Linked DNA regions of Mus musculus: regions 1, 2, 3, 4, 6 and 7 are each linked to region 5. Evidence: chromatin contacts called from public Hi-C, HiChIP or PLAC-seq, Micro-C and promoter capture Hi-C data. All regions are on one chromosome and are shown on one strand. Each heading gives the region's core, a stretch centred on a gene start, on an enhancer-like site or on the middle of the called end of the contact. The rest is flanking DNA. Distances are from core to core; before and after follow the strand shown.

Region 1 (3,769 bases), core at 1,125-3,624, 450 kb after region 5:
CTTACAGGGAACACAGTAGGAACCAGAAAAGAGAACAAATAAAAGTATCGAGGGCTGAAGATTTTGCAGTTCGCAGTGTACAACTTTAAACAGTACTGCATACTTACAGAAAATAAAGCTGTCTTTAGAAGTTATATATTTCTCAGCTAAGGATGTAGTTATGTTGGTATAGGGCTTGTCAAAAAGCTATCACATCGATATCCCATCTTTAGCACCACATGGGGCTGGGGAAGGCCTATAACCACAGCATTCTGAAGGATCAGAAGTTCAAAGTTATCCTTTGTTACATAGTGAATATGAGAGCAGCCTGGGATACATGCGACCACACACACACACACACACACACACACACACACACACACACACACAGATACTTTCTCTAGGAAAAGATCACACACAGCCTGGCATCGGTTTGGAATGAGAGTAAATCCCTAACATTGCTGTATATTCATTTTTTTCCCAGCAGGTTGGATAAAGTGTACAATCCTTTGACTTTTAAACACAAATGATAGATGTTGTATAAAAATCCTACCAATCCAAGCAACTGTAACTCCCAACCTGTAGGCTTTATATTCAGCAAGTTAAAAGGGAGGAAGCCTTTAAATTTTCTTGTTATTATGAAATGAGTGTGTGTGTGTGTGTGTGTGTGTGTGTGTGTGTGTGTGTGTGTTTCCCTTAAGGAACATGGGATTTGGTCTAAGTATTTTATGTTTGAAACTATGCAAAAAAAGACAATTTGATTTATTTTTTAGCATCAAACTGAATCTTATCAAGGTTTGAGCTCTTTGGAGTCTCTAAGTCAAACAGTGTATTTGTTTTAAGAACAAAGGAGGCAATAAAACAGCATGGGTGGGGAGGAGGGAAGGAGCCTAGGACAAAGTCCCTGGAAAGGTTGGGAAAAACAGTGGACAGAGAGGTGAGTTCCAGGGTACCTCAGTTCTAGCAACTCTAAAGCACACATCTTCAGCCATCTATCATACACAACTTTGTAGCCCATCGTGGTAGCCCATGCCTTTAATCTTAGCACTTCATAAACAGAGGCAGGTGGACCTGTGGATTTGAAGCCAGCCTGGTCTTTAAACAGTGAGTTCCAAGCTAGCCAGAGAGATAGTGAGATTCTGTTTCAATCAAAACAAAATGAAAAACAGCACTGTAGCCCCAGCACTTTCAGAATGTGGAGCCATGAAGATTCTGAGCCACTGGTTCAGGAGGCTAGGTCACGAAGTTTGCCCTAAACTCAAGGTCAGCCTGGGCTGCAGGAGACAAACTCAAACTTAAGAGTATTTTTAAAAACAAAACAAAAACCAGGGCTAATGAGATGACTTCGCGCAAACAATGCTTGCAGAAAGTAAAAGAGCCAAGTTTGATGCCCAGAACCTCCATAAAATATCAAGTGTGGTGGTGTGATTTGTAGATTCAGCCCTAGAGAGCTGGAGACAGGATCACCTCTGGGGTTCTGCTAGCCGGTTTGCCTAGCCTAGTTCACTAGAGCTCTAGGTCAGTGGGACACCCTGTCTTGAAAACCAAGGTGGGAGCCTGAAGATGTGGTTCAAATATCATGAACACTGACTGCTCTTCCAAAGGACCCAGCACCCACAAGCCTACTCACAGCCTGCTTTTATTATAGTTCAAGGGGATTGGGTTCTCTCTTCTGGTCTCTGTAGAGGCACAAGGCACATGAGTGGTGCAGAGACATATACATGCAGGCAAAACATCTGTACACATTAAATAAAATAAAATAAAAATTTAAAACCAAGGTGGATGGCAAGAAAAGACACCAGAATGTCCCCTCTGGGTTCCACACAAATGTGGCACACTTGCATGTGCACCTGTGTGACACCTGCACACGTGTGCACAAACACATGCATCCGCACGAATAGTCAATAACAAAGAACGGAAAATTTAAGACAAACAGGAATGAGAAACTTTTGTTATGTATCTTATGCTGGGCGGAAGCACATGAATTATATATACCACAGACTTTAGGGATAAGATCGAAGAGAGGCAAGAACACATAAATTCAAGGCCCAGGCTCCATGGAGGTTCACTAAGACACTGGAAGCACTATTAACCATTCGTAAGCCCATTGCTAGTGAGGGCATCAGCCGTGCTCTGTGGAATCTGTGGATCATTTAGCCGAGGGTTCGAGACCTGGCCCGGCTAGCTCGGTCTCTGCTCGCACCCCAGGCCCTAGCCCGCCGCTTACTGTGGGGCTCCATGGTCAGCTGCTCCCGGGGGCCCTCGGGCCCAGCCCTGGCGGCGCCGCCCTCCTAACGCCTGTCTTCGTCTGGCGTCGCTCGGGTTGCCCTGACAACCGGGGATGGGCAGGCGAGCGGGCGGGCGGGGCCCGGCGGACGGCGAGAGGGAGGGACCAAAAAGTGACGTGGAAACGCAGAGCAGCGCACGGGCGGGAGTGGCGCAGGGGGGTCGCGACCCGGGAGCGCGGCGGCTTCAGCAGAGCCGCGCCCCGAGCTCGGGAACGCTCTGTCAGCTCCTCTAGGGACCACGCGAACGTCGGCCGGGCTCGGGAAGCTCCCGCCCAGGCTCTGGGAGGCCTCGGCGGCCGCCGCTGCAGGTAACGGCAGGGCAGGCGGCGGGGAAGCAGGGAGGCCGCGCACCTGTTGCGGCCCCGCCCGACCAGGCACAGCTGAGGGCGAGGGCGCCCCCAGCTCCGGAAGGAGAACCGGAGCTCCGGCCTGAGATCTTCTGGACCCTGGTGGGTTAAGTCTAGGATGACCTGAGACGCCCCAGTGAGAGTCAGAACAAACCCTGCTCCAGCCGGATGACTCGGTCTTTGCACCGCCGTAACCCCAAGCTAGAGTCAGGGTTACCCCTGCATCTGGCGTCCGTCCAGGTCAGGGTCCGGATGAACCCGGAGATGCCCGGGTGAGAGTCGAGATAGACCCTGTTCCTGCTGGAGGACCCAGCTTTTGCCTGCCAGTACCCATTCTCCAGAGTGAAGGGCTATTGCTTCAGGATGTTGCCCCAAGTCATGGTCCGGACTCGGCCTTTGCGCGTGGCAGCTCTTTTCCAGGGTGGGTACCCTATACCGGGATGTTGTCCCAGGTCAAGGCTAGGATGACCCTAAGACTCCGAGTATGGGTGCTCTCAGCTCCTCCTGGAGGACTCGTTCTTTGCACCACATGTTTCAGAGAGGGGTGTTCGAATCCGTTTGCCTAGGTGAGGGTGTGAAAGCTGCTCCTGCCTCTATAGTAGGCCAAGGCTGTCTACTGAGACTACGGGCAGTTCCTCCCCTAGTCCTGCTCTGTCTATCATCCCCACTGTCACCTATCATATTTCAGGCTGTGGGCCCCTTGTGGGATCTTGGAAATTGGTTTAGTTTGGTGTGTGTGTGTGTGTGTGTGTGTGTGTGTGTTTGTGTTTGTGTTACAATACTCATTTTTCCTGTTGATTTTTTTTGGGGGGAGAGGGGGGTCACTGAGTCAGCCAAATTGTGTAGGATACTGGTTTCAAAGACCAGGATCCAGGTTTTCCTTTAAGAAAGGTGTGAAGGGGGGAAAAACCCACTAGGAATTTTTATCTGGTATGGTGTAGAATTTTCAAACCACCTCAGAGAGTGTCATGGGTTAAGGAGAGAAGAGGGGGAAGCAGAGGAAGGAAGAAAAATGGAGAAGAGATAAGAAAGGGATGAGGAAGTGCGGAGAAACAGAGGAAATTGTAGGATTGATTTACCGGTCAGCGCTGGACATTAAAGGCCTTCCATCAACCCCTACTGCTGCCATAGACAGGACTAGAGAAAAATGGAAGG
Region 2 (3,933 bases), core at 525-3,024, 480 kb before region 5:
AAGCTGTACTGATACACCAACCAAGGACTTCAGGGTGACATAAATATGGCCACAATCCTAACCCCACCGTGATAGTCACATACATGGAAGCACAAGTCTATCTTCACGTCTGACCTACTTACCTGACCTTTTGTGATACTCGCATGTTCATTTCGTTACATAAACTACGTCACCGTGAGTTTACCTATTTCCCTACTGAAGGGCATCTAAGGTACTCGCTGTGGAGCTTTTCCGACTAAGACTATAATTCCATCTTTAACCTTTCGGAGAACTTGCTTTCAACCAATAGGAATTCAGCCTTGACCAGGGGAGTGAGCTTCTGGGAGAAGCTGCACACTGTAAAAGCATCTAGGAGCAACACTAAGCCCCCCAAAGCCCGAGGTTGCCCCCACCCATCCTGCAAACCAGAGAACAGCAATGGTGGCAGACAGTCTCTGGACAGAACTCTCTCATTCCCAGAGATGAATTTTGACTCTCTAGAGTTTGTTGAAATTCCTCCTGTGTAGTGTTGCATTCCTAAGCTTTGATAAAAAATAAAATTGAAGATTAAAAAACAATCAAGCCCTCTTTGAGATAAACAATAAAGTGGGGCACACAGGGGTGTTAATGAAGGAGCTGCACAGAGGCTGCAGAGCTCAGAGCAGTTCCCAGTCATTCCTCTTTCAGTAAGATGACTTGTCAACACGCCAAGTCCTCTGCCGCCTCCTTCCACCATGGGCAGGCTCCCTTCACACTATGGTCCCACTGTGCACCCAATGAGCAAGACAGGAGGCACATGCGTCCTCCACCTGAGAAACAAAGGGCCCCTCCACATCACCTCCATGAAGCAAATCCTCCCTCCTGCTACCTCCCTGTAAGGTTCCACTTCAAGGCAAGCAGGCCCCTCGCTCTAGCTGAGACCAGCACTGGGACTGGAAAGACCAACAGGAGCTCAACCGCAAGCCCCACCTCTGCTCCTTTGGTGCAGTTTCTCACTCTGTGAAACGGAGTGACAAGAGCCACCATAGCACCCGTGGGTGAGGATGAGATGTTGCCTAGGAGGTCGACCAGTCAGTGCCACTCCAAGCCTGTACTTGCTGAACAATACTGTCAGCTTAAGGAGGGAACAGGGGTGCCGGGAACGGGGCTCAGTATGCAAACATGAAGATCTGAGTCTGGATTCCCAGCACTTACAGAAAAGCCAGGCTTTGTAGAACACATCTGTAAACCTGAAACTGGGTGATGGAGACTGGCTCAGGGTTCAGTGAGAGACCCTGTCTCAAAACCCAAGATAGAAAGTGATCCAGGAAGATGTCAAATGCAACCTCGGCACTCTATCGGTATACATATGGGCACATATACCCACCCACACAGCATGAGAGAGAGAGAGAGAGAGAGAGAGAGAGAGAGAGAATGAATGAATTAGGAACTGTCTCCCCATAGCACAAAGGCAGGTGAATGTGACACTCCAGACGTCTGTATCCTCCATCCTCCTCCTGGTCCCTGCCCTACCCCAGGACCTCTCTTCCCTGTCACTATGGCCCAGATGAGGGTGTGCATGTCTAAGTAGGACTTATAGGACTATAAGAGGCAGCGCCTCCATGCATAAAGATCACTCTTAGAATCTAGAGGTCAGAACCAGAACAAGCCTCACTCTTCAGGGTTAATCCCAGGATTTCCTAAACTTTGGCTCAGGCAAGGGCGGCACTGCAGGGGGCGGGGGTGCAAGGCTGGGATATATTTGCATACTCGGATGCTAATGGCCCAGCAGCCCACACACTGCCCTCTTGTTCCCAGGCAGAATCAACACTGGGCACTGGCAGCTGGGGCTTGTCCCAGATGCTCTGCTGAGGAGAAGGGGGACAGCCTGCACTTCAGAGGGACCCATGCCAGCTTAGCCTGAGGGAGAAAGCCCAGGGCCTGGTGTGGTTGGACAAGGCACCTGTCTTTTCTGTCTGTTGTATATAAGGAATGAGGCCTAGGAGGAACACCTGCCTCCAGCACTGTGGAGAGAGGAGCCAGTGCCCAACCCTTGCCCCCAGAGGACACAAGACAAATCTTGCCTTAGCTAAACGCTTGATAAATTTGTCTTTCCTGGAGAGTACCCAAAAACACAGAGAAGACAGTGTGCAATAATTGGGAGTAGTGTTTGTGGTGGGCTGCCTGGACACAGAGGGCAAAGAAACACTCACAAACATTATGTAACAGGGACATTAAAGATGAACACAGAGAACTGAGCAACTGAGACCTGGGGAGAGTCCTATCGTGCCTACAGTGCTCTGCCCAGACAGACACTGGGACTGGTGCATGGTGACAAATGGCTGTAACCTCAGTGCTGAGGAGACAAAACCAGAGAGATCAGAGGTTCAAGACCAGCCTGAAAAAGTAAGCAAGACCCTGCCTACAAAGAGTGGCCTGCCAGGGACATCCCTTAGATGGCATTTTACAAAACACCCTGCCAGCCCATGATGGTGCTTATTTCTGGGACTGGCTACGTAGTAGAGCCCATCGCAAAATACCAGTGCAGTCTCTTATTTGACGATTGCTGTAAATTGAAAACAGGATGACTATAATTAAAAAGTTATAATACAAACATCTGAAGAAGCCAGAACCCTTTACAGATAGATTGCATACTGCAAAGAGGCTGCTGGGGAAGCCACCTGGACAGCTCTTCCAAAAATTAAGCATAGAATTACCATGGAACTGAGAATGGCAGCCTGCACCTGTCATCCTGGCACTCAAAAGGCTGAGGCAGGAGAATTGCTAGCATAGTCTATACAAGTACCAGACCACCCTGGGTAACCTACTGTGCAGCTTCCAAAGCCCAAAAAAAAAAGAATTGCCAAATGATTTCACTGACGTGGGCTTAACACTATGAACGGGCCGACCACCCACCAACTTGAAAGATCAAGAAAAGAAAGGTCTGTCAAAAAGGGAAAGCCTACATATATGGTACTACAGAGAGAAGTTCAAGATGTGACTACAAGGCCTTAAATTAAGTGTGGGAACTTTTGGATTCAGCTGTGATGTTCCACTAGATGGTCCACTAGAGGGAATCCAAAATTACTTAGCAGATAGGCAAGCCTGTGAAAAATTATTTAGATTCAGTTAACTTAAGCAAGAAAACCCACCCACTGTGGGAGATCCTGGACGTAATAAAAAAAAGAGAACACAAAATTAAGCAACAGTATCTATCTCCCTCTCCCTCTCCCTCTCCCTCCCTCTCTCCTTTCTGACTATAGACACAACCAGCCTCACACCCCTGCCACCAGGTATTCCCCACCATGATGGACTGTATTCCCTCACACTATAAGCCAAAATAAACGTTGCCTTAAGATGCTCTTGTTGACTATGTTGTTCCAGCATCAAGACAAGTAACAAACATGGAGGGCCCACAAGCAGGCACAGACCTCAGGCCCAAGGTACAGGCCCTGATTCCCCAGAAGGCCTCTATTTCCAGGACTCTGCAGCTGGCAAGGGCAGAGCTGTTGTGAGCCCTACAAGCAATGTTATATTTTAATAGTCGTTTCAATTGACTATAAAAATACAGCCTCACATAATAAAATTGCTTTTGCACTGTGGTAGAAATACTTAGCAAGAGATGAGAAATACTTAGCGAGAGGCTATAAAACCCTATTTGCTTGCTTATGGAGTAGCTGCTGAATAAGACGAAAGCTGGAGCAGATAAGCCAGGGCAGGCAGGCGAGAGCAAGACAGCAAAACGCACCGCAGCATGTCTGCCATGATGCTCAGCAGACAGGAGCGCTCAGGATTGTTTTCAATGATCTGAACAGAAAAGTGAGCATCTCTCCACTCCTGTTCCATCTGTAACTTTTAAAGCTCCATCAGACTGGACACAAGAAAACACATCCCCTTGCAGTTCCCTGTGGCTTCACACGGCCCTTCTTCACGGAGCTCTGAGTGGTACCAGGGCTGAGCACCGACAGCCACCAT
Region 3 (3,865 bases), core at 763-3,262, 450 kb before region 5:
ACCTCACTACCACCCTGCACTACAAACTAGGTTTGGACTAACTGCCCCCCCCCCCGACACCCCCACCCCCACCCCCAACCTCTCCCAAGCCATTTTCTTTCCTATCTACAACCCTTCATTCCCAAGGCTGCTGAGGTCTCCAGCCTGCCTATTTCTTTCTCCCAAATGGCAACAAAACAGTCTTCCAACTTAAAGGGAGTGGAGGATGCTGGGGGGGAGGCGGGGGGGGGGGGGCGACGACACGACCCACCAGATGTGAGGATGCATGCCTTTAAACCTAGCAATCAGGTGATAGAGACAAGTAGACCTCTGTATGAAGCCAGACCAACCAGGGCTACATAGTGAAACTCTGTCCCCCCCCCAAAAAAATAAACAAAAAAAAATCAAAGAAATAGACTCCCCTCCCCAATAATCCCAAGGCACCGTGGCAGTTGCAGCAGAACAGGGATGAATGTGAACCCACTGTTGCCAGGGTTCAAACCCAGCAGCTCCCATTACTATGCTACAAGGGTAAAGCACAGGGGGCAAGTTTCTCCACTACCCGGGAGTCCTCTGCAGGGCCCTCCTTCCTCAACTGCACCCCGACTATCTGGCTTTCTGCTTGCCCCTGCCACTCTTCTAGCTGTTCTTTCAACAGTCCTGGGCAACCCCAAGAGAAAACCTCCCACACCCTGAAGCCATCCTAAGTAGGACCCTCATCCCAAATTAAATAGATGGGACTCTAACAGCCCTTCCCAGCTCTGCCATGGGCCTCTGAAAGGTCGGCCAAGCACAGGTGGAGCTCAGCTCCAGTGTTCACAACGCAGGGAAAAATCCTCCAAACCTGGGTGTGGGCCTAGAGTGGAGGTAGGGGCCCTAGGCTTCTCCAGCCCTGCCCCCATGGCCACCATCTCCTACTTGTTACAGAAATAAGTAACTGGAGTTCAAAGGAAGGACACGGCCTTGTAGACTGGAGTCTCCGGGAAGCTTTCAAAGACAGCGGGCTGGGACATGAACTAGGCCTGCAAGACGGTGCTGAAGGCATGCCTAGAACAGACAGCTGCTGAGAAAGTGCCCCAAGGCAGCCCTTAGGGTGGAAGGCAGCAAGCTCCCCTAAATGCTTGCTTGCAAATCCCCAAGAAATGCCTGCTTGCAAGTCAGAGTCTCTGCTCAGGTGAGGCTGGGCGTCAGAGGATCCTTAGGGAAAAGAGAGCAGGAGCCTGGAAACGGAATGGTCAAATCTGGAATGCCAGCGAGCCCTGAGGCCTAGACAGACCTGACTTTTGATGTGGGCTAGCTGGGGGGCGAGACAAGGTCTGCAGGGCTCTGGGACTGTCTGGCCATTGAGGAAAGCGGGACTCCTTGGATCAAAAGTAAGCTTGCAACCCTACTCCTTCTACCCCCTAGGGAAGCGACAAAGGCAAAACCAGGTCCCCGCCCTCGAGGTCCGTTTCCAGAGCCCCGGGGACACAGGAGCGCCTGAGTGTCCCCTACCATCCAGGGCGGGAAAGGCGGCACCGACCCAACCCGGGAGGCGCAGCCACTCCTCACGCGAGAAAAGGAGGCTTCACAGATCCGAGCGCTGCACAATGAAAAGTGTCCACCCGGAGTCCCGGATGCCAAACAGAAGTTTCCCGAAGAAGCCAAAACGCACACAAACAATGACCCCGGGAGCCCCGCGCACGCAGGAGCACACGGGACTACGACAGAGCGAATGCGCGGGAATGAGGAGCACGGTGGACCCCGGAGGGTCCCCGGGTTCCCCACGCGGGCTCCAGCCCCGGGCGGGCCGGGCTCCGCACCGCGCGGCAACAGGCTGGGCGCCGCGGCGGGGAAGTTGCGCGCGGGGCGGGCGCGGGGCGGCGCGCTGCTCACCCACGCCGTACTTCTCCTCTCGCTTGGTGGGGACCCAGCGCGTCATGGTGGCGCTGGCCGCAGCCCACTGGAGCCGCCGCTGCTGCCGCCGCTGCTCGGGCAGGAAACTCTGCGCCTAGGCCGCCATCTTCCATTCCTTCCCCGCCGCGACAGGATGGGGAGGAAAAAGTTTGCGGCGGAGGCGGTGTCATGTGGGACGGGGCGGGCGGAGCGTCGCGGGCCGGATGGGAAAGGCCGGGAGCGCCGGCGAGAGGCGGGACGGCGGCCGGCTGTAGCCCGCCCAGGCGCGCGTGCCCTGGGGCTCGGCCCGCCGGGTCCCTCGAGGGACCCAGGCTGCTTCCCGGAGCCCATGGACGCCCTGCATGCTGCAGGAACCGTGCAACTCACATCCTCTACTTTCCACTAAACACCGTGCACCTCGCACCTACTAATCTGCACTGTATGGTCCTCACCCTGCACTGTCTACTCTGCACCGCATCCAGCACTCTTTACCCACACTCTACTTTGAACACCGAGCACCCAGCATCCCAAACACTCTGCACTCTGTACCATACAGGGTACACACATACACACACACACACACACACAACACACACACACCACGCACACCATCCTGAACACTGTACCCTGCACCTCACAAAGTGCTATCTTTTCACACACAAGCGTGCACGCGCGAACACACACACCACAAATCCTTATAGCCCTCTAGGCCTGGATCTAACACAAATAGTCAGACACCACACATGTACTCACTGGTGTGAAGTGCGGAAACCCCAGTTCTGACCTGGTGGAGAGCGTTGGAGCAGAGCTAGGAGTTCATCGTAGTTCATTCATTCATTCAAAGTGGGCACCCATTTTGCCAGGGTCTGAGCGCATTGAGCGTGCCTAGTAGCTGATGGGAGTGGTGATGTACAGTCAGCACTGGTAAGAGAAGCCTAGGAAAAGACTTTGCAGCCCCTGGGTGTTTCTAACAGCCCAGATCTCTTTGGGTGTTGAGGGTCTGGAGCAGCACAATGAGGCTCCTAGTTTGCAGCAACTTTGAGGCGTTCAGTAGGAACTGGGCCTGCTGAAGTGGGGAAAGAGAGGAAGTGGGAAGAGAAAGGAAGCCAGTTCCAGCTTAGAACAAGCAGCTCCTAGCAACTCTAATCTGAAGGAGGCTGGTCTCAGACTCACCCAGTGCCAGCCACCCACAAGTGCAATACTTCCGATTTCTTCAAGGCCTGCCCATAGACACACCCTGAGCGTTCATTAGAATCCAAGAAAAGGTTAAAACTAAGGGGAGGGGTGCAAGGGGACCTCGGGTCCACAGCAAGCTATTAGAAGGGGCAAATGAGATTGCATATTCTACTGTGTGCCCTCTCTTGCATCCTAGAAACAATGACAAAGACACCAGCCTGGGAATCTTCAAGGACTAAAGGAATGAAAGTTTAAAAGAATGAAGGCTACATTGTGTAAGATTGCATGTCAGAGCCAGAGAGGGGCCAACTCAACTAGAATTGGAAAGGTCAGGTGCCTACCTGCTGTAGACAGGGCCACCCCAGCCTGGAGCAGTTATATCAACCCGTCCAGAATGCAGCTTAAATAGCCAGGAGCTCCTGGATGGGGAAGGTGAGAGAGAACCTCCCCAGTTCAAGATAATATACAACTAAGATTTCTAGCAATTCAGCCACTGATTCATAGAAAGTCACAGGCTCCTTTCACTGATAAGGAACTTCAGTCCCTCAAAAGGGAAGCTGCCAGGGCTCACCTCCCACGTGGCCTCCAGCATTCACTAAAATCCGAAACCTCAAGGGTTCAGGCCTTGAGGGTGGGGTCCAGTAACTCACCTGCTCCAAAGAGAAGCAACCAAAGGTGCTAACCAGAAGTGGGGTGCTCAGAGTCAAGTGCCTGGCCCACTTTAGGTCAAAAGAGTTTCCCTGAGAAAACTGTCTTAAGCCTGGACTTTAAGGATAAGCAGAAATGAGTAAGGGGAAGTGGGGAATTAAGTGGATGTGCAAGGGGCCTGGGGTGG
Region 4 (4,051 bases), core at 1,062-3,561, 390 kb before region 5:
GTTTACCCGGGAGAGGACAATGCTTATAACGCCATTTAAACAGAAGATGTGCTAGGCCTTACTCAGACTTGCCCTTGGCCTCTGGACAGGCCAAATCTATATTGCCTGAAAGATAAAAAATAATTACTATATTGTGTAAAGTTGAAAAAAAATTCATGATGTGCACTGATTATGAGACTCAAAGGTAGGAACCATAAAGTCCTTCCTTTAAATCTTGTCAAATATTTTCAAGCCACATTGGCTGATAAACAGATATACACCTGTGACTTGCCAAGGCTGATTTTTAATCACTTGGCCCTCTTTAGAAAAAGCTTACTCTAGACACCTGAGATCTGCAATATCTGGGTTCCTAGTTGTGCCAGAGGCCTTTCTGGAAGGAACCTGGGGATGGATGTTGCGCTGTGTTCCACAGACAATGGAGCAAGGGAGTTGATATGAAGGTAGGCCTGAGCTGGACTGTGAACATTTCATCCCACAGGCAGAAGCAGTGTGTCACTATGTGTCCTTGGCCAGCAGCTCCTTGGACAACATAAATGTTCGTGAGGCCTATGAATGTCTAAGGTCTTGATGTGTATCAAGATGGAGAGAGATCAAGAAGTTAAGATGGTGGCTGCCTTCCTTATAGACACAATCTCAAGTGCGCTTCAAAGTCGAATGAAGGTCGTGGTTTCTGATGCAGCTGGCTCAGTGCTAACGTTGCTGGCACTTGTGCTACCACGTGTGACATTTATTTTAGTTTAGGGTGGACTGGGAGCGAGTAACTTGAGGTTAGCTTCTCCCCACATTCCAATTTCAAAGCATATGGTTGCGCCTGCACATCAGGAACTACCTGACCATGAAATTAGCTAAATCCAGGGTCTGGAAGGACCTTACATCATATCCAGCGGTGCTTCTCAAACTTTAATGTGCACACCAGCCACTCAGAGAGTCTGCTTCCCAGTGGATTCTGAATCTATCGGTCTCTAGTGGTTCTGAGATTGTACAATTCCAAGGATTACCTGGGGGTAGGGGTGGGGAGGGGGGTTGCTGAGGCTCTTGGTCTAAGGACCACACATGGAACACTGATGCTTTTTCTTGAAGCTGCATCCTGAAGTGTGGTTTCTAGGCCAGCAGCTCTGGGACTTAGAAACGAATAATACAAATGCTTAGGTCGGGTCACCAACCAGGCATCAGACTCCTGCAGGTATAGCCCTACAGCCCCTGAGCCCAGCCACCCTGCAGGCCATAGGGATACAAGGTCAAGTCTGAGAAACTGTGTCTGCTTATTCTTGTGCCCCCTTTCCCAGCTCCAGCCTCCTCCTGGTCTGTTCAGAGGCACCTGGGCTTCCTGCCATTCCTTGAGAGAATCATTAACCATCTTTTCATATCTAAATCCCTGAGCCTTCTCACCCAGAGCCTGTAAGGTGGGTAGACACCCTTGGGATAAACAGCTTCATTGCAAGCCAATCCCTGCAATCTGGAACCCAGGCTCAGGGAATTTTCCATTCGGGGCTCATTTTGGAAATGACTGTTTGCTTCCTCTGTTTATAGTGTCTTAGTATGCAGGACCTGTTCCTCCCCTGGGAGCGAGTCACATGGGCTATGCTTTAGGCCAGTTTTGGACACACTAGCATGCCAGCCTGGTCCTGGCGGTCACCCACCAATACCCCAAAGACGTTTTTCTCAGCGATGTCATTCTAGGTCTGCTCTCTCAACCTTGTGATCATCTATCGATGTGACAATAAAAGAGACACGGTTGCCTCTTTGAGAGAAGCATCAATTATCTGTTTTGCATAGTAGAAAATTATTGTGGAGATAAAAGGTGTTAGTTTCCCGGGAGCCTGGGCAAATCCATCTGCTGTAGCGCCAGAAGTTAACCCACATCCCATTGAAGAGTCTGTATTTGTCCTGTCTCATCCTGTTATGAGAATATTAAATTTCTATTTGTGTAATAGGTTCTAATTTGCAGAGCAGCCCTTGCATGGCAGGTATAGTGTTGGGATTACCGGAGCCCTTATTTTGACTTTTGGCTCTTAAATAAATGAAGCTTTAAAAATGTCTGGAGTCATGTTGCAATAGAATGTAGTTAGATTTCACAGTGACTATAATTGTGATTACAATCAGATGGCTGTAACGATACAAAAGACACATTATCTTTATAATTTATAATCCTCCTGGACCAAGCTCAGCATCTTAAAAATGCAACATTTCAGCACCATCTGGGAGATTTGCCCAACAAAATTATGTATAAACAAAGTTCTTTATTGACTCACTGAGATCCAAGTGGAATCAATTATACATTACTGTTGTCTTTGTCGGCATCGCAGAGTGTAATACGGCTAAAGACCCACATTCCATAAATCATCGAAGTGTAATTTCCCCCGGGGCTGAGTTTTGCGTGGAAACAAAGCCTTGTCGGTATTTTCTGCTTAAATTTCTTTGGTGATATTTGGTGTGGGAGCTGGTGCTTTCCCCCCGGGCTCCCAGCGAGTCAGGCTGGCTGAGTTTGGTACAAAGAGTTGTCCCAGAAGTGTCAGACCTGGAGCATGTGGTAGCGTGGAGACAGGGATCTAGGGGAGGGGATGCGGAGAAACCCAGAGCCTCTCAAGTCGATTACTTTTGCTCACACTGAACCCACAACATTGAAATGCTGAGCCATCGATATTTTGTAGCTGAAGTGAAAGATTGTTGCGAGCTGTCTGAAAATGAAGGAAAAATGACTCTCTTTCGAGAAACGTGGTCCCCAAATCCCAAACCACGGGGAACCTGAATGTACTATATCATTCCATGGCTGGTCATTTCAGAACACCCAAGAGAGCATGTGGGTAGGATTGACAGCACCCCTGCCAGGAATGTGCCTATAGCATCAAAAAGGTTCGAGGAAGGCAGGGAAGGATGCTGGGCCTGCGCTGAAGCAAACTGAGAGGCACAAGGGCACAATGTGGGTCTGTCCCACTCAGCACTTTCTCTAAAGCTGAGTGTTGCCTGACTTACCCTAATCAGATGTTAAAAAAAAAGGAGGGAAGAGATAAAGAAAAGAAAAAGAAGAAGAAAAAAGGAAAGTGTCTATTTATTCCAGATAAATGTGGCATCAACAGACTAACTAAAGAATTCATTCAAGTACATATTGGAGAACGAATGTGTTCAGTAGGGAGTCTTCAGAAGCTTGGGTGACTCGGAGGAAGTCTTAGTACTGTTATGTTTGCTAAATATTATTAGTAGGATCTTATCTTAAACATTATTTAGTAGGATCTTGGGAAGGGGAGGGGTCTTGTGATTCCCTCCCCCACCCCCCCTACAGAGAATGTTCATATGCTCAGGGTTGGAAGGGCCTCATGTGGTCACCAGGCTGCTTTATTTCACAGTGGTGATGGCCGTGTCTACTTGGGAAGAAATACCTGCACTGTGCTGAGCCAGTGACTGAACTGACTCCAGGCAGAGGTCATGTTGCTCTGAGACGGCCACTCATTCCATGTGTAAGTGCTGATTCAGTCAGGAGTCTGCTTGCTGGGTGACCTTTGCCTGGTCTCTTTAACCTGTTCATTCTGGCAGCATTGCCCAGAACCTAGTAGGAATCTGCACTGTGCCCACTTAACAGTTTCTTTTCTCCTTAGGGCTTCTGCATCCACAGCCAGGATGCAGACAGAAAGATGCCTGTGCTCAGCTCCCCTTCTTTCAGTGTGGGACTCTAGCCTATGGGATGGGATCACACACTTCCAGGGTGGGTTTGCCTAGCTAACTCGATCTAGAAATTCCCTCACAGACATACACACAGAGGTTTGTTTCCACAATGATTCTGGAGTCTGTCCAGCTTAAGCATCACAGCTCACCACAAACCAATTGCTATCCATGGCAGACAGACACTGATGGGCAACAACAGTCGTTGTGTCAGGTCCATAATGCCCCATTCTACTAAGGGTCAGAGAGGCTCTCCATGATACGACTCAGGAACTGGAAAGATGAGGAGAGTGAACAGATCATGGAGGGGAGGAGGAAAAGACCAAGCACTCTTAGGCTGGGAAAGGAGACTCCAGAAGGGAAAGACAGAGATAGAGCACATCTGTAGGGAACA
Region 5 (3,674 bases), core at 602-3,101:
CCAGTTGTGGGTGGTGGCACACACAGTTAGCCTTAGCATTTGGAAAGCAGAAGTAGGCACATTCCGGTGAGTTCGAGGCCAGTGTAGTCTACATAGTGAGTTCTAGAACAGCTGTGGGGCTATATAGAGAGGCCCTGACCAGAACAGAAAAACAACAATAACAACAATAACAATAACAAAGAGCCTTTGAAGGTGAGAGACATTTCTTTACAGCTTCATTTCCCAAGTCCCTAATGTAACATTGCTAATTCTGATTGCGTAAATACCAGGACACACAAGGGTGGCTATGGATGACTGGGCTGATTTCAAAGGATGCCTGCTCTGACTTGAATATGAGGCCTCTCACTTTTAAGGTCCTATGTCATTTTTGAAGTGAGAGACTACTGCAGACCACTGCTGGTGAGAGGCAGCTGGAGAGTAAGGCTACTTTCCAGCGAGGTGGTCAGGAACACAGCCTTCCCCAACCCGACTCTCCTCATACTGTAGATCTGACCCAGAACAGGGGAAGCTGTAGGACCAGAACAGAATCTCTGTGGTTGGCCCGACCCCCAGCTGCAGTGTAATCAACTAAGGCTTTGAAAACTGCCAGGCCCAAGATGGGTTCTGGTTCACTGGCCAGGATGGGTGTGGCATCCCCTTGAGCCCTTACAAGTTCTAAGAAGTTCCCATGTTAGGGACCACAGTGGCCATTATTCTCCAGATGTCTGTCTGTCTGTCTGTCTGTCTGTCTGTCTGTCTGTCGCCTGCTGCTTCTCACTTGGTTCTCAGGAACACAAAGAGTCCGATTAGGAATATGTCAGGCCAATGAGAAGGCGGGGAAGGGTACAACTATAACCCTGAGGTGAGGCCTTCCATCCCTTTACTGGGGCTAGCCTAGCTGTGTTCCCGAAGAACAGCTCACTCTGAAGATGTAGGAGGCTGCCTGGCAATTGGCATTTTCTCTCCCCGTCAGGCTTTGCCCACTATCTTGGTTTTTTGTTGAGGCAGAATCTCACTTGGTAGCTCAGGTTGAACCAGACAGGGTGTAGCCCCTTGTTGGCCTCAAACTTGCAGTAACCCTCTTGTCTCAGCCCACCAAATGTTAGGATGAAGGGCATGCATCACCAAGTCCGGCTGCAATTTGCATCTCTAACCAGCCAAGCCAGGTGCCCCTTAAGATCAGTGAAGTTTGGAACGTATCTGGACCTTTTCCTGGGTCTAGATAACTGAAAGGAAACTTTGGCCAATCTATCAGCATCAAAACCAGAGCACCACAGCGAAAACGCTGTGCCCGAGTGCCTGCTACTGTAAATTCAATCTTATTTCTGAGGTGTGAGGTACTGGTTTGGCGGTTTGGAACGTCCAGCCACAGGCTGCCTGGCTGTGCACCATATACCAGACCTGTTCCTCGCGTCCCGCCGGTTCCCAGCTAGCCAGCAGCTAGCAGCCCAGTCATCCTTTCCAGCCTCAGTCTGGAAAGCTGGACCCCGGCGCCGCGTGTGCTCTTGGCTGCCGGCGCCCCGGGCCCCGCGGCCACATCATCCTGAGGCTGGGAAGTGTGCGTTCTCGCGCCTTTGCGCCACACAGCTGGTCTACGCGGCGGCTCGCACAAGGGGTCTGAGGGTATCCTGCATCCAGCCACCCCCGGGAGTGGATAGGACCCAGGCTGTCGGGGACCCCGGAGCGGTCTCTAGGACCCGCGGGACGCCGCAGGAAGGCGGGGTGCGGGGGAGACGCTAATTTGTTCCGTGGTAATGAGAACGGCGACTGCTGGCCGCGGATCCATTGCACAGGCCCGCCCTCAGATCGCTGGTCCCCGGCGCCAACTCGGACAGGCTGCTCATTTATTGCAACGGTCAAGGGCGGCTCGTGCCAGAGTAGCGCGCGCGCGCACGCACACACACGGGGAGGGGAGAAAGTTTTTTTTTGAAAAAATGAAAGGCTAGACTCGCTGCTCAGCGACCCGGGCGCTGCGCGAGGGGGTCGCGGCAGACTCAGGGCAGTAGGACTTCCCCCAGCTCGGCGCCCGCGTGGGATGCTGCAGCGCTGGCCGCGGGGCCCCCGAAGCAGCTGCACGCCAGGCCGGCGACAATGGCAGAGCGCCCGGCGCGGCGCGCGCCCCCCGCCCGCGCCCTCCTGCTGGCCCTGGCTGGGGCCCTGCTGGCGCCCCGTGCAGCCCGAGGTAAGTCACCCGCACAGGCGGCTGCCTGCGCGTCCTCTCCCCGCCACCTCGCTACAAGTCAGGGTCTCCGCGAGTGCCACAGCCACAGGGAGAGCAAACGCACCCAGGGCGCATCTGAGGACCCCCCTGGCTCGCGCTCCCAGAGCCTTGACACTGGTCCCCCGCCAGGTGCTCACTCCGGGGGTTGGGTTGGGGTGGCACGGGAGAAGAAGACGCTTTGCTTGGGGGCCTTGAGGCAGCTAATGTCTGAATGAAATGTCTTGGAGTGACATTTGCTCCTAAGGCTCACAGTGTCTTGACAGTTACACGTGTCTCCTGGGAGGGTGTGCGTGGGGTCGTTTTCCTGATCCAGTGGGGTAGTGAGTTCCTTCACCCAGCTTCGGAGTCAACTCCCCACGAGGTTTCCTTTCCACCCCCGCTCTGACACAGCTGGGGGATGCAGAGGACGCCCCCCGCGGCCTCCCATCACAGGTGTACCTGCAGCGCTCTTTACTTTTTTTTGTTTCAATTGACTTCGTGGCCCTTAGCGATTTCTGGCTTCACTCGCTAATTGTCAGTAAGGATCAAACTTTAACAGAACTCATTCCCCTTTCTTGCTCATCCTTGGTAAGTAAGGGCTTACACCAAGACCTCGTGTAGCGCGAGTACCCACTCCAGAGTTAAACAAAAGTGCATACATTAAAGGAGTTTTTATAGACTTGTATTTTCCTGAGTTGAATCTTCTTAAAGCCCGGGCACCTGTGGATCCTGTTTGTATAATGAGAACTCACAGCAGGTGCCTTTTTAAAATTCGGGAGCTTCCCTAGTCACCCTTGCTGCCGGCCCCTTTTGCCGCTAGGGGCGCTGTTCACCAATGAATGATTCACCTTGGCCTCCAACTCTTATTTCTGTGATTCTAGGTATCAGGCATTTAGCTAGCCCCCCATCATCAACTGTTTCCAACACGAAACATTTCATTTCTCAACTGTCACTGTTATCCTCGACCCCCAGCCTGTCTACCATAATGTAACCAAATTCTAGCTCCCATAAATACCTACACAGCAATAAAGACCAACTTGGCGAATTGGTGATTAAATTAAACAATTGTACATATCAACCATCAGCGAAAAGGGCAACAACGCTGACGACTATTTAGAAAACTCTGGGACCTGCAGGTGAAAACCGCAGTCAAAGGTGTTTTTGAGAGGGTTTGGTACAAACGGTTTCCTTTGAAGGTTGAACAGCAAATGTACTTAGAAACATGTAAACTCAGTTTCAAAGTATGTCTGAATTGGCCTTGAACTTGGCATGTGCTCCACACACACAAACAGAAGTCCAAGCACAGCTGATATTTTTTAGAGGCAAATGTTTATTAAATAAAGCTAATAGTGGGGAGTTATTTCATCGGGAGGGAGGCTGCAGCCTCGGCAGACAGAGCCTTGCCTCAGGATGGGGCAGACATCTTCAGCCCAGCAGTAGGGCCAACACACTTGCAATGGTTTAAGGACTGTGGTTTAATATTCCAAGTTCATGG
Region 6 (4,136 bases), core at 528-3,027, 350 kb after region 5:
GAGCAAGTGACCAGGTCGGCCAGCCTGCCTGCCCGCCCACCCGCCCATCTGCCTGCCTCCAGATCCCAGAAGACGGTTTCAAGTTCTGACTAGTGTGGTGTGGCTAACCAGGAAGCAAGGAGGCCATACCTCACAACCGTCCTTTATCATCCAGTCAATCACAGAGCAATGGCCTCCATCTGCAGCCCAGTGCAGAGCTGTGCAGCCTCCGAGGTCTCGAGCCTCCCAAGAAGCTCCGTGTCTCCGGAGGTATTTGACAACATCTAGGTGCCCCGCGTAGCATGCAAGCATGAGACTGCAACATAGAGAGGAAGCAGACTCCACTGTAGGCCCCACCGCCGACCTCGGATCCAAATTCCATCCACCCACAGTAAACCAAAAACTTGCCATCTGAGTGGGAAATAAAAAACTTTATTCACATAAAATGTACACATGCCCATCAACTGATAGATAAAATGTCAAATCCATGCAATGAAATGCCAGGTCAGCCGTGAAAGGGAAGTTGTCTGTAGTCTGAAAAATCTTAAAACAATATGATCATCTTTTATTATGCCAGGCATAAAGAGTCATAGCACATGATCCATTTACATGAATCATCTGGGAAATGCTAAGGAGGAAGCCACAGAAGTAGGCTGCTAGCTGTCCAGGGCTAAGAAGGGAGGGGGGATATATTCTGTATATTTCTAGAGTCATGAAACTGGCCCCCATGGTGGCGATGGGTGAGCAACTGTGTGAATGTATTTTAAAGCAGTGCATTTTATGGTGTGCGGATAATGTTTTAATCTTGAAAAATAAGTACTGGGGCTGGCAAGATGGCCCAGCAGGGAAAACATAATGACCTGAGTTCAACCCCAGAGGCCACGTTGTGAAGGGAGAGAACAGACTTCTGCAAGCTGTCCTCTGACCCCCACGTGAGAACCACAGCACATGTGCACTGATAGATACATACACATGCACATACAAACACACACAAAATATTAAGGTGCTTTGAAAATTAATATTGGCTACAAGGGAGTATAAATTATCGGATTTTAAAATATCCACAAAATCTAGATTATATACAAAAGGGAGTCAGACTGTCAGCATTCATTATTAAACCAGTTCCTTGCTCTAAAACAAGATTGCTCAATTATTGCCACTCTCCTTTAGAGAGCAAAGTCTGGTTGGTCCATTCCAGCTGCTGAGAAGTTCCTCCTTGTAGACTGTCAATCAATATGGAATCATACACTTCTTTTGTGCACCTCATAATTGGTTAACTGGGATGGGCAGGGACCACGCCTGGGTCGTTTTAAGATGTTAGTGGGAACTGATATCGCCAGAGCATATGAATTTATTAACCTATAGATTATTTTCTAGTTGCCACGAGGAAAATAAAACTATACAGAGATCTCACTATCCCCACCACCATCAGAATCCAGCCTGGAATGGCCACCAGTAGAGACCTCCACAGCAGAGCCAGAAAAACAACACAAGCTCTAAAAGTTCCTAATGAAGATGGCACCCTATAATAGCCTTACCATGAAAACATGTTTACTGGAAATACAGGGTTAGGTGAGCAAGCCAGATGCTACCCTACTCCTGGGGAAGGTAAGAGAGAGGAACCCAGAACACAGCATGCTGGGAGTTCACTCAGATGTCACTGCTAGGAGGAGGAGGAGGGAAGGAGAATGGAAGAGAGACTGAAGGGAGAATGGAGAGAAGCATCGAGTGGAGGGAGAGAGGGATAGACGGGGCAAGGACAAAGAAGGAGAGAACTGAGAGGGGACAGGTCCTCAACAAAGAAAATGACGCCCGAGAGGCAGAAACACCAGGCACAGTGTGGGAGCACACACTGCATCAAGGACTTGCCTAGCCCCCACCACAAAGTGGCATCAGAAGGACAAGCAGAGACTGAGTGCCAATAACACCAGAGAACCGGGGAGGTGTACCCAAGTGTGTGGTGGCAGCTTGGCCACCATGATGACCTTGCCTTCAGGAGTGCACACTGAAGGTGACTGTGGAGCACACAGGGGTATGTGTGGGAGGGGTGTACAATAGGACAAATGCGTGCACCTGCTAGGGCTGGGTAGAGCATGGACAGACACCCTCCGTGTTACTCTTCCATCATTTCTAAATGTTTAGAAGTAGGAGAGAGCAGTCCCTAAGTGGCCACACAAGGACACTGGGACTACTTCAATCCCCTATCACCCTAATATGCCCTGACTGCAAAGTCTTAATTGCACTTCTGGCCACTTCCTGGGCCTAGAATGGAATCCCTGTGAGGGGCCACGGCCTGTCTGAGCTTTGTATTAGCACGTACTCAATGCCCTCTCCTTCTCCTCCCAGCTCCTGCCACCACCACCAACCCCCCACCCCCGTGTTTTTCCTCACATAAAATGGGAAAAATAGATGTTCAAATTTTCACTGACACACAGCAAACACTTCACCACTGAGAAGGACCCCAGCCATCGGCACTTAGCCCATGTATATTCCCAAATTTTGTGCATTGCGTCATGCCTCTAGTGATTCTGTCTGGAAATGTCCATTCTACTCCACTTTCATCGTCTTAATTTCTAAATATATAGGTGGTATTTTATGCAGCAAGACTAATTGCACTTCATGTGAACTAGTTAACGCTGTCTCCTGTACCCCATCTTTGTGTGACTTGATGATGTGCATGTGGGTGCCCTGCTCCCTGCACACTCCTCAGTGCTCCCTTAGACAGCCCCTAACTCTGTGCACTCTCCTTGGTTAGTGCCTCCCCACTTTTGTGCCCTGAGCATTACAGCTCAGATGAGGACTTCCTGCCTCCTAATGTCCTTCGTGACCTCTGACACTTAGTCCCCCATGCACTTGGCATGAGCTTTGCTGTTTGCTGGGATCTTTTTTTTTTTTTCTAATAGCCTATTTCTAGTACCTTCTCCATGGCTTTGTGGCGCCTCTGCCACCATATTAAGTTCTGTCTATCCTGTTTATCTGTTTCCAATCTCTTATACAGTACCACCTCTCTAATTAGTTTAACTCTTAAGGCATTTTAATATCTGTCCCCATAGTCTTTGACAGAGTTTTAGTGTCTATTACCGTCTATTTGTTCTCTCAGATAAATTACAATCGTTTTGGCGGGTTCCCTAGAATAATTCCATTTGAGGCTACATTCAATCTATATGCTAATTTGAGAAGACTGAGAAATGGCGCCACAGTCTTACCATTCTGAAGTACGGCACTTAGCTTGATTTTTTTAAATCTTTGGACCTCTCAGTACAGTTCTGTAGATGTATGGTTCCATCGGGTTTCTTTCCTTTGGGAATTTATTCTACTCTATGTTTAGATATTAACCAGTTAGTACCATTTTTTTAATAGTCTCAATATTTAGCCCTGGCTGGCCTAGAACTCAGAGAGATTCTCCTGCCTCTGCCACCCCAAGTGCTGAGATGAAAGGTTTTCAGATATTTTTAATCATCCTGCATCAGCCACATCAGTAAACCTCCTTATTAAGTTTCGAGTCTTTAGTGGTTGTCTTTCTTGAATTCTGCGGGCCAGGAGGAATCACACCTGTATCTCCTAAAATACTATCCAATCATGAAATAAAATATAAGTACATTTCTAGAGAGCCAGAACCCGTGTCTCACATGGCAATGTATTTACCCATCTATTGTCCACAATAACCCCATGGTTGCACAAGGAAGCCTACTGAGGTAGCTAGCTATGCAGGGTGTCATACTGTGTCCTTGAGGGACTGGGGTTTGACACCATGCTCTCTGCTGTCTGTGCTCCTCACTGCACCCCAGGTCCCAGCTCTTTGTAAACTCAGAAAGATTTACCAGTTCTAAGAAATGACATTGGAGAACTGTCTGATAAGTAAGTAAATAAATACAAAATGGTGTTGGACAGGACCACACACACACCTATCATCCCAGCTCATCCAGAGGCTAAGGTACAAGGAGTGTGAGTCCCAGATCAGCTTGGGCAATACACTGAGATCAACCCACTCTCCCTCTCAAAAAAGAATAACAAAGTAACAAGTGTTGTCACTTCCTGCTATTTCTGTGCCAGGCATTGCCCAAAGGCCGAGTCTGCGTGTGGTGTATGCTTGGGAGTCCTGCCCTAGCACTGTCTGCCTTACTCCCTTGAGAAGGGATGTCCCACTGAACCCGGAG
Region 7 (4,071 bases), core at 180-2,679, 300 kb before region 5:
GGGACAAAATCCTAATTAACAAAATCAGAAATGAAAAGGGAGACATAACAACAGATCCTGAAGAAATCCAAAACACCATCAGATCCTTCTACAAAAGGCTATACTCAACAAAACTGGAAAACCTGGACGAAATGGACAAATTTCTGGACAGATACCAGGTACCAAAGTTGAATCAGGATCAAGTTGACCATCTAAACAGTCCCATATCACCTAAAGAAATAGAAGCAGTTATTAATAGTCTCCCAGCCAAAAAAAGCCCAGGACCAGATGGGTTTAGTGCAGAGTTCTATCAGGAAATTCTTATAGTCCCAAGGCTCTCATGGTTCAACTTGAGGTTTGAAATCGTCAAAGTTGTATAGATGAGTTGTGGTACCAGCAGACTTCCTGGTGCCCTGGCCCCCATCCACCTGTGTGAGTGAACATCTTATCTAATGACAGTATGTTTGTCAACAATAGAAAACTGGCATTGGCATAGTGTTAATAAAGCTATACACCTGGTTAGATAGCTGCAGACTTTCCATTAATGTTCCTTTGGGGTTTGGGGATTAAATCTGGGACCCCCTTAGCATACAGCTTCCGAGGCACTTATTCTATAGTCTGAGGAATGGCCCTAGTTTCTATTGTGGTCCCTAACATCGTTGCTTACAGAATATTGCCAATTATGATGTAGGGTGTTTGCTCATGATTAGGCTGGAGATAGGAATTTAGTGGCGGAATACTACAGTGACTCTGTACTCTTCTTTATGTCCTATGAGGGCCACATGATGATACCATGAGTCATTACAGTTGATGTTAGCCTTGGTGCTCAGGGACAGGGAAAATTTCGCAATACAGTGAATATTTTTCCCTCTCTCTATAAAGCTTGTTGAAAAATCTTATTTAAAGGGGTGCATGGATTATATATAAAACTGAGGCACAGGGGCTGGGGAAATGGCTCAACTGAGAAATAGCTTGCCATCAAGCACAAAGACCTGAGTTTGGTCCCCAGAACCCACACAAAAGAAGATAGAAAGCCAGGAGAGATGGCTCGTGCTTGTAATACCAGCAGTAGGAGGATAGAAAACAGACAGATTCCTGAAGCTTGCTAGACAGATGGCCTAACCTACTTGCTTAGTTTCAGGCCAGTGAGAGGGTGGCAGAAGACACACAAGTTGTCTTCTGGCTTCTACACAAATACACACACACACACACACACACACACACACACACACACACACACACTCACACGCGCACACACACACACACACACACTCACACACACACACACATGCACACACATGCACACACGCACACTCTTCACAAAAACTCACTTTACTTGGTTGGTGCTTCTTGCCAACTAGGAAGAAGTCAGCTCCACAGATTGTCAGCTGTTAGCTACATTGGAAGCCTGGGTCTCTGCCCCACAGCCATGGATCTTGGGTGTGGAATCCAGCAACACTGGGAAACTCTCGGAAATGCAAATTGGCAGGTTCTACCCAACAGTAGCTTGGCCCTAATGCAGCTGGAAACAGCAGTCTGAATTGTGACTGTGTTCCAGGGGCTTCTGAGAAAGCTCTTGGGAAATACCCATTGTCCTCCTGGGAGTGTGGCCCAGCACTGAGAGTTCTCAGTTTTCTTGGTCATTTTCCTGTGCCGTGGACACTGGGAGTTTGGCCTCCTTAGCCACAGGCAGTGTTCCAAACTTGCAGTTGAAGCATCATCTGAATAATGCTGCCTTCTATTGTTTATGGCAGATTTTTTTTTCTCATCTCCCTAATAGGTATCATAAAAGAATAGAAATGTAATTTCCCAGTTAACTTGTATTTAATGTGAAAAATGCCTAGCTCAAGTCAAAGCAAATGGAAGGAGTCTTTCAAAGGGTAACAACCTTCCCCTCAAACTTCTTTCTCCCTAAGTTAGTTACCTTCAGTGTATCTTTCTTGTATACAGGGGTACTCCCACAGATCTAGCCTAGTAGGTATAGTGAGGCAGTCATTGGGATTTAGGTCATTTCGTTCCTGGTGTGAGTGTTTGTACAGGTTAACCTGGTTCAGAATTACCCCCACCTCCCACTCCCTCCCCCATTACCTCTTCCCTCCCAGCCCTACCTCCAACTCACCCCCACCTATTCCTCTTCTTCCTCCTTGGCTTCTTCCTCCTCCTTCTTTTCTGAGTCAGTCTCTGTGTGTCTCTGTGTCTCTGTCACTCTCTCTCTCTCTCTCTCTCTCTCTCTCTCTCTCTCTCTCTCTCTCTCTCTCTCTCTGTCGTCTCTGTCTGTCTCTGTCTCTGTCTCTGTCTCTGTCTCTGTCTCTGTCTCTCTCTCTCTCTCTCTCTCTCTCCCTCTCACAAACTGATCTGAAAGGCCATCCTCAAGGAATCCTTCTTTCTCAGCAGCGTGCTCCTGAGTTACTCACCAGATCAGAAATTCTGCGAAGGAATTCTGAAAGGTGATGGTGATGTCATGTGGGGAGCAGATTTTGTATTTTCACTTATGGTGATCCCTGTGGAGATCTTAGGCAAGCCTTGTTAGACAGGTTTCTGCACGTCTGAGGGGCACTGGGTAGCCCCCCACCCCATAATGAGCAGCTTGTAAGGCCTGGAATTGAAACTGCAGGACTCTGATTACTCTTCAAAAGAATGGGCTCTGAGCTTTGTCTTTGCCCTTGAGTGGAGACATGACATCTGCCCAAAGTTTTTACAAATATTGTCCAGCTCGAGGCGATCTGATAAAGAATAAAGATCTAGCATCGTCGGTCCCCTGACCAATCCCAGTGGGCCTGCCAGTCACCTGGGAAGGAAAGCACTCCTAGGAAGGCCATTTGTTCAATACATTTCACCAAAGAAGATAAATCCTACCTAAACATGGAGGTTGGCACAGTGGCCCCTCTGACTAATGTCCTCTCTCACCCCTCAAGTATCCCCTACACAGTGATCTTTCTGTCCATGTTTACTCCTACCCCTTGAGTGTGTTTTCCCTGACATTAGTTCCTTTCACTATTGTCTACTCTCATCTCTCAAGACTATGCCCTAGACAATGGTTGCTCTGTTCACCCCTTCCCCTAAAGTATGTTCCTCTACATTTTTCCTTGTCACCCTTGAGAGCTGCCTGTTATTCTATGATAAAGTCTGTCTTTCCTTCTATACTATGTTCTGTGTATCCCTCTGAGATCACATGAGGTAATTCGAAAGGACACCATGAGATCCTGTTAATGCCCCCAGCCTTTGCCCTGCTGACACTGGGGTCTGAGTGATCTGGAGCATTCTTTGTAGGAAGATATAACCTGGGCATTGTAGGATGTCAGGCTGCCTCCTTGGCCCTGCTCCCAGGTGCCAGTTGTGATAGGAACAGACATTGTTAAATGTCCCTGGGGATAGAGACAGCAAAGTCATCTCCAGGCCTATATATCACCTATCTCAGATGATATTGGTCATAGCTCTGCCGGTGAATGTCTACTGTCCTGGGAAGATTAGGGTTTTCAGGAGTACGGGTTGGCTCTTGGGTCTCCCTATTCCTGGCCAATATGACATCTGGGCCACCTCTCACCTCCACACCTAAGAGTATTCTGTATGGGGCTTTCTGGAGGTCCTGGGAATAGAAGTGGGTATCTTACATATAGAGCAGTTATAGACTGGTTTGAATAAAGCACTTCTTGCGCCCTGAGATGGCCTAACATCACTGCTAAAGGGACAGCAGCCCTGTTTCTTTCATTGGCTCTCTGTAACCCTCCTATCCCTGTTTCTGCCCTGCAATAGCCCTGGCTCCTGCTTTCCAAGCTTGCTCCCTCTTGACACCCTGGCCTGTTCTCTCTGTTATCTGTTCTCAGCAGCTCCTTATTGGTGGTTTTAGGGCTGCCAGACCCTGCCTAGATACTGTGCCTTCCTGAGCTACTAGTTCTTGAGCACCCCTGGGGAGAGTGGCCATAAGACAGTAGACAAGGGCCAGTAGTGATCTTGGACCCTCTTGCTCATACTTCTCCCCTTAAGGCAGTACTGGGGTGTTGACACTTGGAATATGGGGAGAGGGTATTGGCACACTAGAAGCAGAGGTCTGGGAGAGTCACATGACTAATGTGAAGCAGGTACCTAGAAGTA

What was found. Promoter capture Hi-C pulls out the DNA fragments that hold promoters and counts their contacts. A called contact is a pair of places that touch in the nucleus more often than the background predicts. HiChIP or PLAC-seq counts read pairs in DNA pulled down with a chosen protein or histone mark.
Region 1: a contact with region 5 is called in a promoter capture Hi-C map of hippocampal neurons, with 3 times the contacts expected there. The contact joins the promoter of Dhx32 here to the promoter of Adam12 in region 5. A contact is called at or near these places in 7 of 39 promoter capture datasets (3T3-L1-derived adipocytes, embryonic stem cells, hippocampal neurons and 4 more), 1 of 484 Hi-C or Micro-C datasets (embryonic stem cells), 7 of 115 datasets of contacts at active chromatin or transcription factors (astrocytes, embryonic forebrain, embryonic stem cells and 2 more) and 1 of 9 other capture datasets (pancreatic islet).
Region 2: a contact with region 5 is called in an H3K27ac HiChIP or PLAC-seq map of oligodendrocyte precursor cells, with 3 times the contacts expected there. The contact joins the enhancer-like site here to the promoter of Adam12 in region 5. A contact is called at or near these places in 4 of 39 promoter capture datasets (the 3T3-L1 cell line, hippocampal neurons and liver), 1 of 484 Hi-C or Micro-C datasets (embryonic stem cells) and 4 of 115 datasets of contacts at active chromatin or transcription factors (VIP interneurons, embryonic forebrain, oligodendrocyte precursor cells and 1 more).
Region 3: a Micro-C map of embryonic stem cells shows a contact between it and region 5, with 5 times the contacts expected there. The contact joins the promoter of Dock1 here to the promoter of Adam12 in region 5. A contact is called at or near these places in 6 of 39 promoter capture datasets (the 3T3-L1 cell line, 3T3-L1-derived adipocytes, cranial neural crest and 3 more), 1 of 484 Hi-C or Micro-C datasets (embryonic stem cells) and 2 of 115 datasets of contacts at active chromatin or transcription factors (embryonic forebrain and embryonic stem cells).
Region 4: a promoter capture Hi-C map of the 3T3-L1 cell line shows a contact between it and region 5, with 8 times the contacts expected there. The contact joins the enhancer-like site here to the promoter of Adam12 in region 5. A contact is called at or near these places in 6 of 39 promoter capture datasets (the 3T3-L1 cell line, embryonic stem cells, hippocampal neurons and 2 more) and 1 of 9 other capture datasets (embryonic stem cells).
Region 6: a contact with region 5 is called in a Hi-C map of the N1E-115 cell line, with 4 times the contacts expected there. The contact joins the enhancer-like site here to the promoter of Adam12 in region 5. A contact is called at or near these places in 10 of 39 promoter capture datasets (the HPC-7 cell line, cancer-associated fibroblasts, cranial neural crest and 5 more), 1 of 15 datasets of contacts at CTCF or cohesin (the NIH/3T3 cell line), 43 of 484 Hi-C or Micro-C datasets (the AML12 cell line, the BV-2 cell line, the C2C12 cell line and 27 more), 15 of 115 datasets of contacts at active chromatin or transcription factors (craniofacial prominence, embryonic basal ganglia, embryonic forebrain and 9 more) and 4 of 9 other capture datasets (adipose tissue, embryonic stem cells, liver and 1 more).
Region 7: a promoter capture Hi-C map of the 3T3-L1 cell line shows a contact between it and region 5, with 10 times the contacts expected there. The contact joins the enhancer-like site here to the promoter of Adam12 in region 5. A contact is called at or near these places in 5 of 39 promoter capture datasets (the 3T3-L1 cell line, 3T3-L1-derived adipocytes, the HPC-7 cell line and 2 more), 2 of 115 datasets of contacts at active chromatin or transcription factors (embryonic forebrain and stem cell-derived neural progenitor cells) and 1 of 9 other capture datasets (pancreatic islet).

The regions. Positions count from the first base shown.
Region 1 is chr7:133,775,408-133,779,176 of GRCm38.p6, reverse strand. It overlaps Dhx32 (DEAH (Asp-Glu-Ala-His) box polypeptide 32), which reads left to right and starts at 2,374. Exons shown (of 12, transcript NM_133941.2): 1 at 2,374-2,575. It overlaps Fank1 (fibronectin type 3 and ankyrin repeat domains 1), which reads right to left and starts at 2,286. Exons shown (of 11, transcript NM_025850.2): 1 at 2,207-2,286. The coding sequence starts at 2,219.
Region 2 is chr7:134,707,247-134,711,179 of GRCm38.p6, reverse strand. The region is part of intron 1 of Dock1 (dedicator of cytokinesis 1); the gene reads right to left. Among named protein-coding and RNA genes, the nearest start is that of Dock1, 39 kb to the right of the region's middle. Within about 2 kb of position 1,774, at least 37 of the 459 cell types and tissues checked have an H3K27ac peak or open chromatin away from gene starts, as enhancers often do. A contact at or near this core is called in VIP interneurons and oligodendrocyte precursor cells, where this site is marked.
Region 3 is chr7:134,668,834-134,672,698 of GRCm38.p6, reverse strand. Dock1 (dedicator of cytokinesis 1) reads right to left here and starts at 2,012. Exons shown (of 52, transcript NM_001033420.2): 1 at 1,855-2,012. The coding sequence starts at 1,900.
Region 4 is chr7:134,609,786-134,613,836 of GRCm38.p6, reverse strand. No RefSeq gene overlaps it. Among named protein-coding and RNA genes, the nearest start is that of Dock1, 59 kb to the left of the region's middle. Within about 2 kb of position 2,311, at least 34 of the 459 cell types and tissues checked have an H3K27ac peak or open chromatin away from gene starts, as enhancers often do.
Region 5 is chr7:134,223,274-134,226,947 of GRCm38.p6, reverse strand. Adam12 (a disintegrin and metallopeptidase domain 12 (meltrin alpha)) reads left to right here and starts at 1,851. Exons shown (of 23, transcript NM_007400.2): 1 at 1,851-2,161. The coding sequence starts at 2,071.
Region 6 is chr7:133,872,907-133,877,042 of GRCm38.p6, reverse strand. It overlaps Fank1 (fibronectin type 3 and ankyrin repeat domains 1), which reads right to left. Exons shown (of 11, transcript NM_025850.2): 7 at 130-295. Among named protein-coding and RNA genes, the nearest start is that of Gm51500, 59 kb to the left of the region's middle. Within about 2 kb of position 1,777, at least 3 of the 459 cell types and tissues checked have an H3K27ac peak or open chromatin away from gene starts, as enhancers often do. A contact at or near this core is called in the N1E-115 cell line, where this site is marked.
Region 7 is chr7:134,524,984-134,529,054 of GRCm38.p6, reverse strand. No RefSeq gene overlaps it. Among named protein-coding and RNA genes, the nearest start is that of Gm35970, 120 kb to the right of the region's middle. Within about 2 kb of position 1,429, at least 26 of the 459 cell types and tissues checked have an H3K27ac peak or open chromatin away from gene starts, as enhancers often do.